2 separate regions of the Mus musculus genome follow, and region 1 is linked to region 2. The links are chromatin contacts, called in public HiChIP or PLAC-seq maps. All regions are on one chromosome and are shown on one strand. Each heading gives the region's core, a stretch centred on a gene start, on an enhancer-like site or on the middle of the called end of the contact. The rest is flanking DNA. Distances are from core to core; before and after follow the strand shown. Region 1 has its middle 16 kb from the start of 1700113B09Rik. Region 2 overlaps Bicc1 (BicC family RNA binding protein 1).

Region 1 (6,678 bases), core at 2,396-4,895, 190 kb after region 2:
TCTATACATATAGCATGAATTATGTCATATGGAGATATTTTAGTCTTACTCTGGCTACTCTGGAATTCACTGTGTAGTGCAGGCTGGTCTGGAACTAGGCAATCCTGCTGAGTCACCTTCCAAAGTGCTGAGACTGGTCCTGAGCCACTGCTGTAGTCTGTAGGCCTCTTAGTTGCTAATTAAGGAATTGTTAGGTGCTGGAGAGATGATGGATCCTGAGTTCAAATCCCAGAAACCACATGGTGGCCCACAACCATCCCTAATGCAATCTGATGCCTTCTTCTGGGGTGTCTGAAGACAGCTACAGCATACTTACATATCAAATAAATTTAAAAAAATACCTCAAGACAAACATTTAACAAGAAATGGAAAACTCTGGAGGCAGAGGCAGGTGAATTAATGTAGGATAGCCTTGTCTACATAGTGAATTCTAGGACAGCCAGAGCTACATAGTGGGAACCCGTCTTGAATAGAAGGGGAAGGGGAAGGGGAAGGAATATAGAAAGTCCCATGAAGAGAGCTGTAAAGTACAGGTGAAAGGCCCACTATTAAACCTGAGCTATGGAAAGCTCACGTCATGAGAACACAAGTTTCTCCCCAGTTGGTCTATCCATCTCTTGTGATTTCAGCAAAGGCACCAAGATTTCCCATAAGGAAGAAAAGTTATTCAAAGTCACAGAAAAAGAAAGACAAAAGAGCCAGGAGCCAAGTAAGACTTGGTGCTACTGGGGAGGAAACATGCCCCCCATCAGATTAAAAAAAATAAAATTGCAAGTCTTGTACAGTGGGTTAGCATAGCATTTGTGGAAGACAAGATGAGACCAACCACCAGGCTTTAAACAGAATTTAAAGATCCAAAAATAAGTCCACGTGCATCACAAGTTAAATGCATTCAATATGGCACCCTAAATCATTAAGTTCTGTTGGGTATGAAGACAAAAGTGTGTATAAAGATGCTGGGCACAGCAGCCCACACCTGTAACCCTCAAAGTTAAGTCAGGAGGATGCCTGGGGCTTGCCTCTCAGCCAGGGTTCACCCAGGACGAGCAGGCTGAAGCAGGAGTCACTGCCTTCAGTGTGTGGTTGACCCGCTTGGAGGAGGAGGGGCAGAGACTGAATCAGGAGAGACCACCAAGGGGTCTTCCTCTCTGTCCTTGCCCTCTGTGACCACTGCAGCATTCTGATTCCAGAGGTTTTGACTCCTCAATAGGTGCTCTTGAGGGAGCAGGGAGTTTAGGCTGAGCAGAGACTGATGGGGGGTGGCTTTCAGATCCATCATGGCTTTCAAACTGAAGCCACGTCTTTCTAAAGAAACCCCAGTGAGTGATGAGCACTACATCGCACAAATGAGAGTGACCGGGCATTTCCCTGGATTCCACTCGGCTCCTTAAGCCACGCCCCTTTGGCCCCAGGTGAAATAGCATGCATGAGTGTGCAGTGGCGCCGGCCTTTAACCCCAGAGCTTGGGAGGCAGAGGCAGGCGGAATTCTGAATTCGAGGCCAGCCTGGTCTACAGAGTGAGTTCCAGTTACTTTCCAGTCACCTGACAAAACCTCCCTCAAGGGAGGAAGGGTTTATTCTGGCTGACAGTCTGCGGGAGCAGACTATCACTGCAGGTCTTAAAGGCGGCATCTCAAATCACTTGGTTTGTTCAACCGGTATGAAGACAGAAGTGAGTATGGATAAAAATGCTGGGCACTGTAGCCCACATCTATAACCCCAAAACTGTGGAGGCAGAGATGGGATCACCCCTGGGGCTTGTGGATCAACTAGGGTTCACCCAGGACCAGCAGGCAAAAGCAGGAGTTACTGCCTTGACAGGTGTGATTAACCTCGATCTAGAAACTCCCTCACAGACATGCCCAGAGGTTTGTTACCATGGAGATTCTAATCGCCATCAAGGTAACAAGATCAACCATCCTTTCTTTTTCCTTCGTCTTCCAACACATGCTCTTTAGGAACACCCACGATTTCCTACTTAGATGTATCTGCTTCCACCACGGTTCAACTGACACAAAAGGTCTCAGATCTAAGCCCCAGTTTGGGGGCCAGTGAGATGGGCCAGCTATAAGGGCAACTAGTGCCAAGCGTCTAACCTGAGTTTGAGCCTGGATCCCCACATGCTATACAGAGAGAGAATGCTGCAAGTTGTTACAAGTTGTCCTATGACCTACACACACACACACACACACACACACAGCCCGTACCTCTTTGTTTTTCCCACTATTCTGGCATCCAGCAAGCCCCCAGCTTTCCTCCTATCTCTGTCCCCCAGTGCTGGGCTTATAAGCACACACAGCTATTCTCAGTCGCTTCATGTGTGTGCTGAGTCCTTCTGCAAGCGTAAATTCTCTTACCCACTGAGCTATCTATGCAGCTCCAGGTTCTATATTTCTAATGCTGGTCTGAGAACCACAGCAGGGAACCCAGGCCAGCTGGGCTTCACACACAGGAAGCCCTGGGAGGTAGATGAGGATATCAGCAGCTCCCCTCAAACCTGTCTGGCTCGCTGTGGACCCCAGGCAAGCCATGCTAGACTGTGAGCAGGCTCAGCTCCTGATAACCCACTCTAGGCTGTCTCCATGTCTAAGTCGGTGCTTGTTAGAAGAGCTGGGGCTATAAGCTTGACCTTCAGCGTTGGCCCTGTCACCCACCATATCCCTGTGCCATTAGCGGGAGGGGGAGGGAGGCAGTCACTCCCTGTGGAAGCAGGGACAAGTCACAGTGGTCATGAAGGAAGTGTGGCTTCACGGTGGGACGCCCTCTGAGTCACCTAATGGGACTCAGTCAGAGACCCAGATGACAGTGCTGGATTCAGGTTATAGCTGTTGCTCACCTTCAGCCGCTGTATCACTCGGGGTCAGTGTCAGAGATAAAACCCACTTTAATTAAATAGGAAGAGACTGAAGGAATGCAGGAGACTGGCTCCAGACAAAATAGGAAGGCCAGAAAAGCGCACATGCTCGTGTGTGTGTGTGTGTGTGTGTGTGTGTGTGTGTGTGTGTGAGTGTGTGTGAGAGAGAGAGTGTGTGTGTGTGCGTGTGCATGCGCGCGCTCAGGAAGCAGAGAGAAGCGCTAGGAACTGGCCTCTGCGGTGCAGACAGCCAGCCCTGCTATAACCAAGATGGTGGAGTCAGAAAACTGTTCCTGGGACTGACAGCGGTCAGGGAGCGAGGCTGCCTTCAAAGCTGTCTCCTTCGAAGCCACACTGCTGCTACGAAAAACCCTTGCCTGCCCACACGCGGTGCCTCGTCACCCTTGAAGCCAGCAACTAAGTAGCTAGGGAAAGCATACTTCCTCCACACGTAGACCGCTGTGCCTTCCAAATGTTCCGTGGCCTGTCTGAGGAGCCACACTGCAATCACATCTGGGACCTCTGTTTCCCGACCCTTGTAAGTACTGGAGACATGTCAGGAGGCGCAGGAAGAGCTAAGGCACCAGGAACCTCAGCCAGCTCCCTGTATCTTTGGAGGAATTGGGGGTGGGGGTGGGGAGTAGGCTATTACCTGAACAGGAAAAGGTATCTCCTGGCTTAAAAACAGAGGCAACTGAGCAAGAAGAGAGATGTGTATAGCCCCAGGGACTTGAGCTGGTCATCAGCCTGAGCCCTTGGATTTGTCAAATGCTGCCTTCTGCTGCCCTCTAGTGTTTGCGGAACAAACTGCTTCTCCACCTGATACTAAGAACTCCCCCGATGCCAGGAAAAGCCTCCCAGACTAGTCGACAAAATTACAACTCATCTGATCAGTTGACATTCGGGTCACACTTGCCCCAAATGTTACTGTCTTAGCTCTCCTGCTGTAAGATATTTATCCTCTGTAATTAGAGGGGTTCATGATGTCATGGTTCTGGTGGGCTATGGCTTCCCAGGAAGCCGTACTAGAAAGCATCTGATTTGTTGCACATTTGCTTGTCTTGACAAAGCCCTGAGCCCTGCCCCCACCCCACCCGTCATCTCCACGGTTGGAGATTGGAGGGTAAGATCTGTGTTTTTTTTCAGGACTCAGCCAGTAAGAAACAAGTGGCCGTCAACAAGCAGAGTCTTGAAATGACAGACTTGTTACCAACCAACAAACTGAAGTCATTGTGTTGACAGTTTTCAATCTAGAGACTCGATGTACCAATCAGAATTGTGGAGTCTGATCTGCTGAAGTATCCTGCCTGCCTCCCTGGTTAGGTCCCCAGTGTTGCATCTGGGATTCCACAGGATGGAGGGTCTGTCTGTCTGGCCCAGTGGGTAAGACTGGGAGCTGCTACTCCTGGATTAGCCTTCCATCACCGTCTCTCTCTTTCCCTCATCATCATTTGTGTTAAACTAGAGCCTGCTTTTAGATCTTCCTATAAGGAAGACGGCCGAGAGCAGGTCTCTTTGGACAATTTGGTTCTGTCCACAGTAGGGCAGAGGTCAGCAGCACATTTATCAACTCTCCCTTTGCCTACGGCCCCTTCAGCACACAATTCTCTTTAAGTCTCTACCCAGTCGGCTTCCAAATGGGTCTTCAAAACTGCCCTGAGTGTGGCTTCAGTGCCTTTTGTGAGAACTGTCTCTACCCCAACACCACGCTCTCTGAGAACCTCTAAATATTTGCAAACACTTTGACACAGTTTCAAACCACCGCAAGCTGGAGATGTCAACAGAAACCACTTCTTAAATATTCTGCTTAGCCAGCAAAGCCTTTTAGCTTCCAGGTGCCTGGGCTGTCCCCTTCCTGCCTCTCCGAAGCACCAGGCTGTTAGGAGAAAGGCATTTATTTGCAAACAAGGCCAGACAGAGATCAGAGGTCCCCTGCATGGCTTGGGGACACACACCACACTGTCATCACACACATCTGCTGTTTGCTTTCCTCCTGGGGAAGAGATGGGCTCCCCTTGAGGCAGAGATGATGAAAGGCTGCAGGGGGGTAGGGGTGAAGGCATGGGGGGACGGGACAGGGTGACAGCAAGCTTGAAGCTGCATGTGGGGTCAGGGCCTGTGTACTCAGGTCTCTTGGAGGTTGATCTGCTGATCTACTTCAAGGCTTTGGAATCGGAATCCCGGGATGTCGTCCCGCTGGGTTCTCAGGGGAAATTCTCAAGGGCTTGAGGTGGTGGCCTAGCCACAGAAGTGAGACCATAGAGGGACAAACACTTAGAAAAAGAGGCAGTCTCACGCTGTTGTTATGATGAGAACAACTGCCAGACCCCTGTGATGAGCGGGACAGAGGACAGGAGTGTGCCTCTGAGGGACAAGTCAGGGTGGCATAAACAATCATATCATTTGCAGAGAGAATTTCCTGGAAACAAATCAAGGTAGCTGCTACAATACCACAACATGCATTCAGTTAAAGATTATTTGGACCCACATTGCTAGCTGGTGTGTAGATGGAACCACCTGTGCCTGCGACTACAGCGCCACAGATCACAAGTCACAGATGCGAATGCTAATACTCTGCTTTAACAAATCCATCTGGATCACTTAGGAGCAGAAAATGAGATGTGTGAGTCTATTCATTGAAGTGGGTTCTGTAATGCCAAACTTTAGAAACCACCCTTCAATGACCTACTTATGGTATAGCCACAGTGGAACAGGATGCAGTCTAAAAGATGACAGAGCCAGTCAGTGGTGGCACGAGCCTTTAATCCCAGCACTCAGGAAGCAGAGACAGAAGGATCTCTGAGATTGAGACCAGCCTAGTATAGAGTGAGTTCCAGGACAGTCAGGACTATGCAGAGAAACCCTGCCTCGAAAAACCAACCTAACAAATAAACAGACAAAAAGATGAAGTTTCAGATCAGACTGTATATTATGCTATCACTCAAGGCTAACCAAGCAGAGTGAGTCAGGGGATAAAGAGGGACCAAGTTCTTCTGATAAGCAGCCTTCCCTCTCCCACCCCCCCACCGTCAGCTACATTTCCAGAGGTCCCTTCACAGGGTAGGCTGGGTAGAGAAAAATACATACATACATACATACATACATACATACATACACACACACACACACACACACACACACAACCTTTCTTTTTCCTGTGTATCACAATTTGCATGTTAATGAACATAAGACTTAGGCAGGGATTGAGGGATGGCTCAGTGGCTAAAACACTTGTGACACGGATATAAGGACCGGAGTTCACATCCTAGAATCCCATGTGGAACATAGACATACAGGAAGAGAGTTTTGTAACAGGAGAATCTCCAGAGAGCTCAGGCAGGTCAGCTACCCTGTCAGGCTCAGAGGCAAAACTAAGAGGGGCTTGTCTCAAACAAGGTAGAAGAGGGAGTGTAACACCCCAGGTTATAACGAGAGGCACCTTTAGAGACTGTGGTAAGCCTGGCCTCCTCGGGTCTAGAATTGTGTTTGCTAACAGGCTGTTTCATAGCTATTTAATCTAAATTTAAATATTCCCGCTTGGGAGAGAGAAGGAGGCTAACAAAACTCTTTAAAAAGTTATCACTCCATGATGTCATGCCAGCTATGTCATTACCCCAAATTGTATGTCCCAATGTGGCAAGTAGGTGCTTTATAAGAAAACAAAGTTATACATCAAGACGTTCGCAGATACGTTGGTTGGAACACTGGGTGGCCAGCTAAGGCAAAGTGGAACAATCTCTGCTACAGGCCCAGGGTGTTATCTGTCAGCATTCCTAGCCCTTTCATTGGTGAGAGCTAGGGATGTCTCTGTATATTCCAAATGT
Region 2 (6,893 bases), core at 2,045-4,544:
CAGTAACCACCAGCGCCTCTGCCAAGGCGGGCTGCACAGGCATCCGGGCAGCCCTTCTGATAAAGCAAACACGAGGGCTTAAAAGATAAGGTTCGAAGAGAGCTACTGGGAGCTAAATTTGGAAAACACAAAACTGGACTCCGGTAAGATGGAGGAGGCGGCAGACAGGAAGAGAGGGGGCCATAAAAAAAAATGTTTGTGTGGATGCAAATATTTAGGCAGAGCACCGGAAAAGCAGATGAAACAAACCCATAGTAGGGTCATCCCTCAGCAGGGCCCGGGGTATCTCCACATCTCTGACCTTCACACCACCGTGAGGCTTAGATTTAATAAATCATCTACTACACGGCATGGGCCCAGGAACACACATGCATACTCTAATCTCTTTCATAATGAGGGCTGGGAATGAGGGAAGACTTGAAAATGAACAGCCCTCTCTCTCTTACGACACACAAGGCCAGAAGGCAACAGCCCACCAGATGAGCAAACAACTCCCTTCCCAACACCCCCCCCTGCTGTTTAGTTTTACTGGCTACAGAATACAGTGGAACTTCATCTCAAAAATTAAACCATCTTAAAAGAACAGAAACCCCGGATATGGCAGTCTCTAGATGGTCCATCCTTTCGTCACAGCTCCAAACTTTGTCTCTGTAACTCCTTCCATGGGTGTTTTGTTCCCAATTCTAAGAAGGGGCAAAGTGTCCACACTTTGGTCATCGTTCTTCTTGAGTTTCATGTGTTTAGCAAATTCACAGTCAGCTAGTGGATGGATCACAGGGCCCCCAATGGAGGAGCTAGAGAAAGTACCCAAGGAGCTAAAGGGATCTGCAACTCTATAGCTGGAACAACATTTCTTAAATAAAAACACTCAACAACAGGGACTGGGGCCCCAGGGTATGCTTAAGTTTCAATTCACCCCCTTGGTTAACCAGGGATTTTTTTTTTAACAGTCAAATAAACAGAAGACAGGTGAGGCACTGGTTTCTTCTATTGCACATCCAGAACTAGACAGCCAGACCCATGACAAGAGGACTCAATGAATCAGGATAGAAGCATTTTCTTTAGCATTGAGCTCATGCATAGCTTACACAAAGACTTGGAACCACACACAAAAACCGAAACTTGTCTGATTTTGACACGTTAAAACTAGCGGTCCCAGGCTGGAGAGATGGCTCAGTGGTTAAGAACACTGGTTTCTCTTCCAGAGATCCTGAGTTCAATTCCCAGTAACCCACGTGGTGGCTCACAACCATCTGTAATGGGATCTGATGCCCTCTTCTGGTGTGTCTGAGGACAATGACAGTATCCTCATGTACATAAAATAAATCTTAAAAAACAAACAAACAACCCCCCAAAAAAACTAGTGGTCCCAATTCCTTGTCACCATGAGCTAAATAAAAAGTAATAAGACTGAAGTTTCTATAGGCATACCTTGTCTATACTCAGACAGACAGACAGACACACACACACACACACACACACACACACACACCCCAAATGCTCTGTAATATTATTTCTATTCTACAAGATGGGAACACAAAGTGAGACTGAAGGAAATCTAGACTAAAACACGAAAGGCAACCGAGACCCCATGCCGTGTTAAAATGCCACTTGGCAATATAGTCACAGAAGGTGGAACAAGACGACAAACTGAGCAGCAGCAAGATGACAAGACAAAGGGCAGACCACAGGACACAGCTCAGCTTGCATGAATGCTATATGTAGAACTGTTTGGTGGCATTCGTATTATTCTCCTGATAGCTATACAAATTTGTATTCTTCGTTAAATATAGACAAGCAGGATTCCTGAAACTATAGTATATTTGAAAAAATACATATATTTACATATGTACTATGTATACATATAGTATATATTATATTCCTATATATTATATTCACATACCTATATTTATATCTATATAAATATAATAATAAATATTAATATATAAGTATATATAATACATTTCTTAAAACACGTACTGGAAAGTCACATTAGAGAATACCATAGAATCCTAGAAAAAACAAATAAGACAGTGTTCCCTCCCATCTCTGACCATCTACGGGTAGGCAGCTCTATACATAAGGCAGGGAAATGTCTGATCTAAAATGCAGTTCATGCAATACTGTCATGTAGATGGAAAAAAATTCATTTGAGAAAGGAGGAAGTTACGGCTCATTCATGTGGAAGAAGGGCACAGTATATAGCAGCTCATAAATATAGGCCATGACAAAACAAAAAAAAACCAAAATAAACAAAAAACAAAACAAAGAATAAAAAAAGAACAACAACCAAAAACAAAACAAAACAAAAAACCACCTTAAAGTCTACACAAGGGAAACACACAGGCTACGACCCCCATGTAGAACTGCCATTCTTCATGGCTGCTGATCTGACAGATACCCTTCAGATCACAGGTTACTGTGAAGCCCGTTATGGTAACATTTCTATTTTAATACTATTTTTTTAAGCATTTTTTTTTCTGCTGCCACAAAGCCACCTATTTATTTTAATCATGAAAATCCTCCCCAAATACGGCTATTTGACAAGCACTTGAGGCCAAACGTGAACAGAACTGAGCTCCAGCAACCCCGGAAGCTCGTTTTTCAAACATACCTACTCCCCGTCCCAAATTTACCTTTCTTGGATTTAGCCCCGATCTTCAGTTTGGACGGCCATGCAATCTGCGTGTTTGTCTCCTCCATGATCTGAGTCAGGGATCAAGAGAAAAATATTGACTCAATTAAGAACTTGTATTTACAGATAAGATTTTCACACGTTCAAAAAAAAAATTCTTATTTTCATGTTTCTGGCTTTGTGTTGATACAACAAGATGATCTCAGCTTAAAACAATGCAAACATCTTTTTGAAAGCTCGAGGGAGAAGAGGGGGTGTGTTTTCCTAAGCCCTTAATCTACTGAGAGCATCCAAGTCTGTGTTGTTCTCTCCGTGAATCCAGAATCTTAACAGAAACAAGACCTCAAAGTACATGGACAAGTAATTAACCCAGCTTGTTGCCAGGACCATCAGAGATGCTTGCACTGAATAAAATTCACCCGAGACCATCATCTACATACTAGATGTGACTCTTGTAATACAGAAACGATGAGTTAAGCCATACTAAATGAAGATTTCCTCCCATCCCCCAAAATGAAACATCTCCTCCTCCCACTCTCTCTCCATTTGTATTTCATTAAAACTGTTGAAATGCTTCTAAACACAGCATCCCTTCATACTGCTCCATTTCCCGTCAGCCTTCCTGTGGGCCAAGATAGTGTTTATGCTATCGCTCCACCCATTCATATATGCAGATAATACCAGCAGAAGGGAGCCTAGCACATAACGTGAGAAAGGACAGGCAGCAGGCATCGAAAGTGGAGGTGGCAATGACGAGGCAGAAGCCACAGACGACAGCATGAGCGAAGCCAACAAGTAATCGGAAAGGAATCAGAGACTCCCAAGACAAAATAGTCTTTCTAGCTTGCCAATTCCACAGGGCTGTTCACTTGGGAACACGAATAGAAAACTAACTCTGCGCAGGCTAACAGGAACAGAAAATGCAACAAACTAACAGCAAGTCACTTATAGGTCTATCAGCACCCGACAGTCAAGAATTACTCAGAGCAAGACCCAAAGCAGAAAGACCAGGCAGAGCAAGATGAGACGTATTTACTAATATGGATTTAGAGTTAATTAAACAAATCAATGGCGATGACAACTGAACGCACTAAGAACACAACTAACACTAATTTCCTTCTCCAGCTTGTGTACCAGACATGAGAGTAAATGGTTGACGCAGGTCTCTTTCACTCAAGCACCCGACAGCTCTCAGCAGATGTCTCAAGCTGGCAGCCTACCCATGGGTTCTGTCTGCTGTCCAAAGTGTTAGGGGTAGGGCCAACATTTGAAGATCCAAGAACCTGGCATAGCCATTCTGATCTCTGATTTTCCAGAAAAGTTGGTGGATTCGGCACAAGGAATTCATGACAGCATTTGGCTGGCACAGGCAACAGTTGCCTGCTGTGCACTGGGCCAGTGGGCCCTCAGATGCTCCTGAGCCCAACTGTGTCCCTGATGCTGAGGTCAAACGTCACTTGTATGCTGCCCCTGACTTGTTTGTAGTGCTTACTGGTCACTTGGCCCAGTGTCCACACTGCTGTTTTTCTTGGAAAATATTTCTACTTGAAAGCCAGAAAACAAAAACCAAGCCCCCACCGTCTTTGCTTGGTTTATATACGAATCTGATCCAGAAGAAAAGTGGGTGCTCTCACCCTCACCCTCTAAGTCCTGGTTCCTGCCTGTTTCACCTTTGCTAATTAACTGAGTTGACATCAGCATTCATTTGGTTAACTATGTTATTGGTTTGGGGTTTTGATATTGTTTTGGTGTAAGTGGGTTTGTTTGGGGGACGGTGGTTATTTTTGGTTTTCGGAGGGTTGTTTCTGTTTTTTTGTTTATTGTTTTGAGACAAGATCTCACCTACACTGGCCTCAAATCTCCAGTCTTCACGCCTCAGCCTCCCAACTTCTGGGATTACAGAGTGTAGCAAGCAAGCCTAACACTCTCACTCTCTCTCTCTCTCTCTCTCTCTCTCTCTCTCTCTCTCTCTCTCTGAGATTACAGAGTGTAGCAAGCAAGCTTAACACTCTCTCTCTCTCTCTCTCTCTCTCTCTCTCTCTCTCTCTCTCTCCCTAGGAGTACTTTATTTTTTTAAAAAATAAAATTAGAAAGAAAGAATGGCTCAGTGGTTAAGAGTACTTGCAGTTCCCACTGAGGGCCTGAGTTCTGTTGCCTGCACACACATGGCTGCACACAGCCATCTGTAACTCCATTTGTAGGGGATCTGATGCCCTCTATGGCCACTGCTCAAAGAAGGTGCGCATATAGACACCTAACAGAAAAGCAAATGTTTTGTCTTTTTAAAAACCATTTCTTTTTGGTTTTGAGATTATGATATAATTACATCATTTCTCCCCTTCTCTTTCTTCTCTCCCAACCTCCCATATATGTCTCCTGGTTCTCTTCAAAATTCACGGCCTCATCCAGAGACTGCCCCACCTGGAGATCCATCCTATATACAGTCACAAACTGAGACACTATTGTGGATGCCAACAAGTGCTTGCTGACAGGAGCCTGATATAGCTTTCTCCTGAGAGGCTCTGCCACATAAGAGGAACAACAATATGAACCAACCAGTACCCCAAGAGCTCCAAGGGACTAAACCACCAACAGAAGAATACACATGGAGGGACCCATGGCTTCAGTTGCATATGTAGCAGAGGATGGCCTTATCAGGCATCAGTGAGAGGCTCTTGGTCCTGAAAAGGCTCTATGCCCTAGTATAGGGGAATGCCAGGACTAGGAATCGGGAGTGGGTGGGTAGGTGAGCAGGGGGAGGAGGGAGGGATAGGGTAGTTTTTGCAGGGGAAACCAGGAAAAGGGTTAACATTTGAAATGTAAATAAAGAAAATATCTAATAAAAAATTCATGGCCTCTTTTTTTCATTAACTGTTGTAATGTCTATATATGGCTACATATGTACATATATTCCTAAGTATAATCACAACAAACCTTTTCAAAAAATAAATGAATTAATAAAAAAAATACTATCCTTTTCAACTGCCTCTATACCAGCTGCCCAGTAGATGATGCCCCCTCCCTGGCTCACCACTTCAAGGACGTAGGAATCTACTGGTCTCTCTTCCAAAATGTTCCAGTCCCGGCTCCTTCTCACACTGAACCCATCACCTGCTCAAGGATTCTTTCCATCCTCCTGCCACCCAGTTAGAATCACCCTGACTCATTACTATACTTGACTTCTCTCTTATTCTGATGGCAAGCAAGTGTTTTCTTACCTTCCCTGTTTACAAGTTCACAGTCCGAAAGATAGAAATTGTGCTCACTGTCCAAGTGCACAGTACGTACCAGGTATGTTTAGGCAAACGCCCTGACCTAGTTCCCTACCTGGAGTGAGGTCTCTTTCTCAGCCAAGTTCAACTACATCATGCGGGGCAAGTTACTCTCCTTCACCCTCTATGTAAATTGTTTGTAGCATCTACTGCTTGAGCAGTCACAAGGACTTGAGAAGATGGATGGAATCCTGATTCAGTAAATGCTTACTGATGCTGATGGCTCTATGGAACCAGCTACCTGAGAAAGGGCGCAGACACAGTCTGTAACACAGGAGGAGTGCTTAGGGGAGATTCAAAAGGACACGTGGGAGAGCATCCGTCGTCACCAGAGGGGCTTTGAGTCTCAACTTGTGTTGTGAGGAAGGATCAGGTCTCCTACCATCTGCATGTATGGATAAGCCCCAAACAGACTTGAAGACGTGGCACAGACCAAGACGTAGAGGCTCATGTGATGGACTGTCACTTCGCTATTAATAACTCATGACCAGGTAAGAAGCTAGAGCAGGATGAAACAAATTATTTTGCTTCCAGAGTCAGAAGTTTTCCTCAAGAGCTTATCAGTTAATTGGATAACTTGTCAGCCTCGTCAAGGATGCAGGGCAGGTGTATCCCAGTCAAGTTGGAATCGGGACAGCTAGGAGGAGGTGGAGGGTGAAGGGGTTCAGGAGGGGGAGGGTGAAGGGGTTCAGGAGGGGGAGGGTGAAGGGGCCCAATCTCTTTAAGCACAGTGTACAGAAGAGCCATAGAGATGGAGCTGATTCCAGCACAAGAAACAGCTCAAAGGATGTTCATGCAGCAAGCTATGCAAAGCTATGCTTGGGTCCGCAGCAGACCAAAGCGGGGCTGGAAGAAGTGAAGTTAGGAAGATAGGGAAGGGAAAGAAAAGACACCATATGAAGCCCCCAAGAAGAAAACAACCATCTCAGTCTCAGGAGAAAAAAAAGACAATTTCTGAAATGACTTCCAGAAAAAAACAAAGGGTT

What was found. HiChIP or PLAC-seq counts read pairs in DNA pulled down with a chosen protein or histone mark.
Region 1: a contact with region 2 is called in an H3K27ac HiChIP or PLAC-seq map of heart atrium, with 6 times the contacts expected there. The contact joins two enhancer-like sites. A contact is called at or near these places in 5 of 484 Hi-C or Micro-C datasets (the C2C12 cell line, large pre-B cells, muscle stem cells and 2 more) and 3 of 115 datasets of contacts at active chromatin or transcription factors (fibro-adipogenic progenitors, heart atrium and neural progenitor cells).

Annotation. Positions count from the first base shown.
Region 1 is chr10:71,214,801-71,221,478 of GRCm38.p6, forward strand. No RefSeq gene overlaps it. Among named protein-coding and RNA genes, the nearest start is that of 1700113B09Rik, 16 kb to the left of the region's middle. Within about 2 kb of position 3,646, at least 37 of the 459 cell types and tissues checked have an H3K27ac peak or open chromatin away from gene starts, as enhancers often do. A contact at or near this core is called in heart atrium, where this site is marked.
Region 2 is chr10:71,025,262-71,032,154 of GRCm38.p6, forward strand. Bicc1 (BicC family RNA binding protein 1) reads right to left here. Exons shown (of 21, transcript NM_031397.3): 3 at 2,637-2,706. Among named protein-coding and RNA genes, the nearest start is that of Bicc1, 130 kb to the right of the region's middle. Within about 2 kb of position 3,295, at least 37 of the 459 cell types and tissues checked have an H3K27ac peak or open chromatin away from gene starts, as enhancers often do. A contact at or near this core is called in heart atrium, where this site is marked.